Linked DNA regions of Anas platyrhynchos: region 2 is linked to region 1. The links are chromatin contacts, called in public Hi-C maps. All regions are on one chromosome and are shown on one strand. The core of a region is the stretch at or near the end of the contact, and the rest is flanking DNA. Distances in the headings are between cores, read along the strand shown.

Region 1 (2,922 bases), core at 305-2,804:
CTCTGGGTTTGGGAAGGCAAAAGTGTGGGTGTTGCAGCAGGCACAGCTCTGCTCCTGCTTCCCAGTGCTGCCTGCTTGGTACGGGAACGGCTCTGGACCTGCAGGACTTGGCACCGTGGCAGCCGACAAGATCAAGAGATGCCATGGGGAAAGAGAGGTCCTGTTGGGATTGCATTGTGTCTGCAGCAGTGCACATTGCATTTTCGAGGAGAGAGCGGTAATTTATTTTATTACAAGTTCACAGAATGGATTAATCCCTACAAGACGCATCGCTTCTTCACGTGGCCGAGGCTGTGAGCCAGCAAAAGCCGGTGCACGGACATCAGCCCCCGGGGCTTCACCCACACCTCAGGTTTCAGCGTGTGCTGGCAGCCCCCCGTCGTCTGCAGGAACGTAGCAGGAGCCGTTCTGTTGGATTGGGAGCAGAGAGGATCAAAAGCCGCCATGCAGATGCCAGGAGTTTGCCAGCTGGTGCTCGGCATCGTGGTGTCCTCAGCCCAACAACACGGTCGGCAGTAACACCAGAGCACTTGAGCAAAAAGTGTGCGATCCTAAAATAAAACCCAGACACAACATGTCCAGCGACCGCTGCTCTGCAGAGACACATTTTGAGGTGTAAATAATGGTGTTAAGGCATCGACTTCAACCATTTTTCACTGCGACACACACCTCGCCTCCCATAGTGCTTATCCTCTTCTTACCGGGTTTGCTTTGTTTTCCACCAAATTTCTTTTTTCCTGCACAAGAAGGACTCTAATCATTTCAGGGTGCTTGCCACCTACTATCAGTGGTTATTTTGGGGATAGCTCAGCAAAGCTTTAAAATGTCTGAACTGCATTAAAATGAATTGTTGGCATTCCAGCCCAAACCTCAGGAGGCAGGACTCCGCCATGAGAGCATGGAGGGAAGCGCTGCTGTAATAAAGCCTACATGTAATGAGGTTTGATGTGCCTGAAATTCAAAGTCTGGTCCACATTAGGAAACATTCGCTTGTTTAACTAAATCAGTTTCAAATTGATCTAATTAAACCCCCAGACAGCCTCGGTGTAGACATCTTCATATAGGCTTTAGCCTTGCGTAACCCAGTTTAGCTCAAACGCGTTAGGAAAAAATGGCCAGGGATTTGTTGGAGAGGGTTGCCACTTGCAGATCTGAGCTAGGTTGCCCTTTCAGATTTGTTCTCGTGTGTCTTGCTTCTTTAGCTCCTTGCCAGTCTCCTGTTTGCTGTTCTTTAACTCTGACCTCTCGCTGGCTTTGGGCACCATTCGGGTCCCGAATCAGAGCGCGCGGTGCCATGGTAGAAGAGCAGCGTGGCCAGCCAGGCAGTGTGAGCTACAATAACCAGCACACTGAGCACAAGCAGCACGCTGTGAAACCCCTGTAGGTTTTAATCTCCATTTCTAAACGCAGGACTCAAGGCTGGACATTCAGTGCCCTGGGTTTTTGCATGCGGCTGCGGTGGAGTTTCCAGTCTGGGGCTCAGAGCAGAGCCACGACGCGCACAGAGCTGCACGGGACGGCTAAAACGGGCACACAGGAGCAGTTGTCTTCTGTGCAGCTCTGCAAAGGGCAGTGATATCTTCCCTGTCCACCTAGGCAGCCTGTGCTGGAGCGAAACACAGCGTTCCTGGCGCAGCAATCGCTGGTGGCCTTCAGGGAGGCCGCCCTCCCCCTTGGCATACGGCGGGGCAGCCTTCAGATTGCCACTGTGTTGCGGGGCCGCACCAAGGGATGCGACTGAAAGAATCCCTTCTAGTGGGAAAGAGAGGCTCAGTGTTGAGCTCGTTTGATTTTTCTTTGCAGGAGAAGGAGCGATGATGCCAATTCTGAACTCAAGCATGGACTTCGCAGAGGTTAATGTACCCCTGGAGATCGGGGAACAAAACTGTCTGTCAGACAAAACTGTTTTTTGGGGCAAGGGAGGTGCAGCGCATAAAAGTACATTATATTCTGTTGACCATTAATTGTATAAATAAAACTCGGCTAAGAATGTTTTGATATGCCACTTTGTTTTCTCATAAAATACAGAGATTCCTGAAGCTGTGTAGAAATTCCATAGTAAACACAAAATCTGGCAAATCGTCTCCATCCCATGGAACACAGACGGATTTGCATGAGTCTCGGTGGAGCAGCAGCGTCGTGTGAGCAGGAGAGGCTGCGGGTCTTTCCAAAAGCAACGGGGACAAAACAGCAAACTCAACTCCTGCAACTCCCGTCCTGTGTGCCCAGCCTGGGAAAAGGAGCCGCTGTTCCCCGATGGCTGGGGAATCCCTCCCGCCTGTGTAAGACAGCACCAGTGGGATTTTGTAAAGATCAGTGCCCTGAACGTGATGTTCTCGTCTTTAGACCCTTCTGGAGGGCAGGGACTGTTGTAGTTGTTCTTGTGTATTTAGTAAGGAGAAATCAGTGCTCTGTTTGCATCCATGGTCCCAGCATTGCCTGGTGCACAGCAGCTAGAAGGTATTGATACGGGTTTTGGAAAACTTTTAATGGCACATCTGAGTGATGCTGACAGCGGCTGCCTGCCTGTGGCTGATGAGAGGTTTTCACATTCCTTTCCATATGCTCTCAAATGCCAGAGGAAATGTCCCAGCGGCTCAAATTATAGGTGTTCCTCAGGAGGAACGGCTGCATTGTTGTCAAACACCTGGAATTGGCAGCAGGCTGGAAAAAGAAGGCATCAGACACTCCTGGGTGCCCCTTCCCACCTCCCAGAGCAGCTCATCGTGCCCCTGGGCTCCCTTCAGCTGGAGCAGAGCAGAGGGGTGCAAATGTTCCCTGGGATGAACCCCATCCCATTGCCACCCACTGCTCTGCTTCTGTCTCTCAAATCTTCCCGTTCCCTACTGAAACAAAAGAGGATTCAGTTTCAGCCTCAAAGCTTTCTTCCCATGAAGTGAAGCCATGGATGGATTTGGATAG
Region 2 (2,805 bases), core at 261-2,760, 96 kb after region 1:
ACTCTATATATCAAAGCACCTCTGGGATTATGGTGTTGAGATGGGCTGGGAAGCTTTGTTCCTTCTCTCTCTAGGTTTGCTGTTGGCAATGTCTCCCTCAGGTGACTCTCAGTGAGGGGAAGACTTCAAGAGGCTGGTATTTATTTCAAGCTCTGTGCAATGCTGCAAGGGGTACGTTTATGCAAGCCCTGCAGGCCCTATGGTCTGCTTGAACTGGGGCTGCAATCTGGGTGGATCTGGGTCAATCTTGACCTGGTGCTGCCCCATCCTGACTGATAACCAGGCTGATGTCCCCAGGTGTGGTGACAGCCTCTGGCTGGCTGCTCCCCTCCTAAGGGGCCTCTTGTGCTGAAGTGAGCAGGGAAGTGCAGAAAAGCAGAACTGCTGCTTGTCTCCTTTCCTCGTTAAAAGGAGTGGGAGGGAGAGAAACATCCAACGCGACCCCCTGCCCCCACAAAGCCTACCCTTGTCCTGGAGTATTAAAAACATCCTGGAGCTGAAACCATGCTTGTGCTCGACAGTGCTGGAGGAGGATTTCTGCCAAGACACTGACCCCTTGTGGATTTTGCAAATGTCTTTGCATCTATTTTTCCCTCTTTGAAAGGCAAAAATCCTCTTTCAGACCTTTGCTTGGTCCCTTGCAATCCGGAGCTATCGGAAGATTTATTATTAAACGGAGGCTCCGGGGTGATTTATGAAATTACAGCTGAGCCGTATTGTGCACTGGTTACAAATTGCAAAGATATTCCATGGGACGTGAGCTCCAATGAGCCTGGGATATATTACACTATGGGGAAAAGGGGAGCTTAAAACCAGCTGGCCGACTGTAACAACTACAGCCACTTCTCTTTGATGAGAAGATGATATACATCTGGGTTTAATACAAAACATGATGGACTGACACTGGCTTTCGGAATATCTTATACAAACTGGATAATTTTCACTTTTTTTTTCCAGAGCTGTTGCACCACTTTATTCTAAGTTATATTCCTTTTTTCCTGTTGTTTCTGCACGTGTTAGTGACTTCTTCAACTTTTATAAGGAGCTGGGGGTTGTTTCCCACCCGTTTCCAGAAGAGTTTCTCTCCCCACTCTTATCGAGTGCATGCAGCGATGCTGCAGTGCCATATGTGGGATCTCTGAGCTAAATTGGCTACCTATAAATACACCCCAGATGTTGATGGGGGGAAAAAGGAAACTGGAACACATTATCAGGAAGGATGTGTCGTCTTTGGAGCAAATCCCTCCCATGGAGACCCCTCCTCTAGCTGTTAATGACTGCGCTTCTCTAGGAGGAGTCATCCGAGCACCCTGCCACGGTGGGTGCGTGATATATATTATATATAAGGACACCTCTTATGGCCCTCCGGTCAGTAGGAAGTCCCCACGAGCCAGATGCTATAGGTTGTAGAGCCGTGTAGTTGCTCTGAAGATGAACCCAGTGGAGCTATGCTGATTGACAACATCTGGTCTAGAAATCTCCTGCCATCCACAAAGGCATGTCCTGGTCAGGTCTTGGTAATGCGGGAGTGGGAGGAATTTGTGAATTGACTCCTCTTCCTGAGATTTGCCATGAGCAGATTGCTCATGCAGAAACATTTTCAAACACTTCAATCCAAGAGAACAGCAATCTCCTATTTAACTTGTTAGTAAGTCACAGCATTTCATTTAACTCTCTTGTTTGCGTAACATTTTGCTCTGGTTTTGTCTGGCCTGTGTTAGCGTAGCTCTTAGATCTGCCTTTGTGAATATTTAATGGTAAGTCTAGAGTTTCCTACATTTGGGGTTTAAATTGACCGTCATGAATAACCCTAACACGCACCCATTTCCAGTAAATAATTCTCAGAGCCTGCATGCAACTAAACTTGCCTCAATCTTTCCAGAACTTTTCAGACTGTGTCCGTGGTTCCCTGCCATAGTGCTCCTGGGAAGTACCTGTGAATATCCACAGGGTATGAATCCTGCTCTCCAACGGTTCCTGCCAGAAGTACTTGTGTTCCCCCAGACCCACCTCTGGTCACTGTTTGGTACCATCAGGGAGCAGGCTGCATCCTTCCTGCTCAGCCCTCTGCACCTACGGGGGCTGCAGCTCAGGTGCTGCAACCTCCCAGGCTCAGCTCTTCACCTCTGGGTTTAAAGGGATGAAATTTTGGAGGGCGGCCCCCAGCTCTGGGAGCTGCTGGCTGTGTACTTTGTCCTTTATGGAGTGACCTGTGGATGGTGGAGCCCTTACATCTTTGTCAGCGTGATCCAGCACCACCGTGGTGCTGGCTGTGGGTCAGGATACTCCAGCTCCCAGCAGATTTTCCCCCCCGCAGTCGCCTTTTTAGGATTCTCTGGACCAAGCTGTGCTTTCATGTCTGGCAGCGTGGTCCCCGGAGAACCCTGTGGTCTGGCCTGGGAGAAGTGCTGCGAGGAGGATGGAGCGTAAAGCATAAATTTCTGCAACACCAAGCAGTCCTGGCTGAGCCTGGCCGTCCTAGCAGGGTTACGAAATACCGGCATGGCTTTCTGAGATACTAATTAGGGATGGACAAACCAGAGGGAAGAAAATAAGAAATCCCTTTGCACTCTTTCTGGGGTTAAAGAAAGTTCAGCTAGCTTTCTGCCTCCCCCTGTTATTTTTCCCTGTTGTGCAGGCTCTTCTCATCCAGGTTCCAGCAGGGCTTGGCCGCGGAGCTGCTGGAGCGCCGGGGGAGGCTGTAGCTGTCGCTGCAGGATTTCCAAACCGGGCTGCAAGAGGCCGGTAATCTCAATATGTGACTGGGAGCAATCCCCCTCTTGTGCTGCTGGCTCCCCAAAGAAA

The links. Hi-C and Micro-C count contacts between places; a contact is called where the count stands out from the background.
Region 2: a contact with region 1 is called in a Hi-C map of liver, with 4 times the contacts expected there. The contact joins two enhancer-like sites. A contact is called at or near these places in 3 of 8 Hi-C or Micro-C datasets (liver, skeletal muscle and subcutaneous adipose tissue).

What each region holds. Positions count from the first base shown.
Region 1 is chr11:23,138,752-23,141,673 of IASCAAS_PekinDuck_T2T, forward strand. No RefSeq gene overlaps it. Among named protein-coding and RNA genes, the nearest start is that of SMAD6, 51 kb to the right of the region's middle. Within about 2 kb of position 1,555, at least 2 of the 8 cell types and tissues checked have an H3K27ac peak or open chromatin away from gene starts, as enhancers often do.
Region 2 is chr11:23,234,646-23,237,450 of IASCAAS_PekinDuck_T2T, forward strand. No RefSeq gene overlaps it. Among named protein-coding and RNA genes, the nearest start is that of SMAD6, 45 kb to the left of the region's middle. Within about 2 kb of position 1,511, at least 2 of the 8 cell types and tissues checked have an H3K27ac peak or open chromatin away from gene starts, as enhancers often do.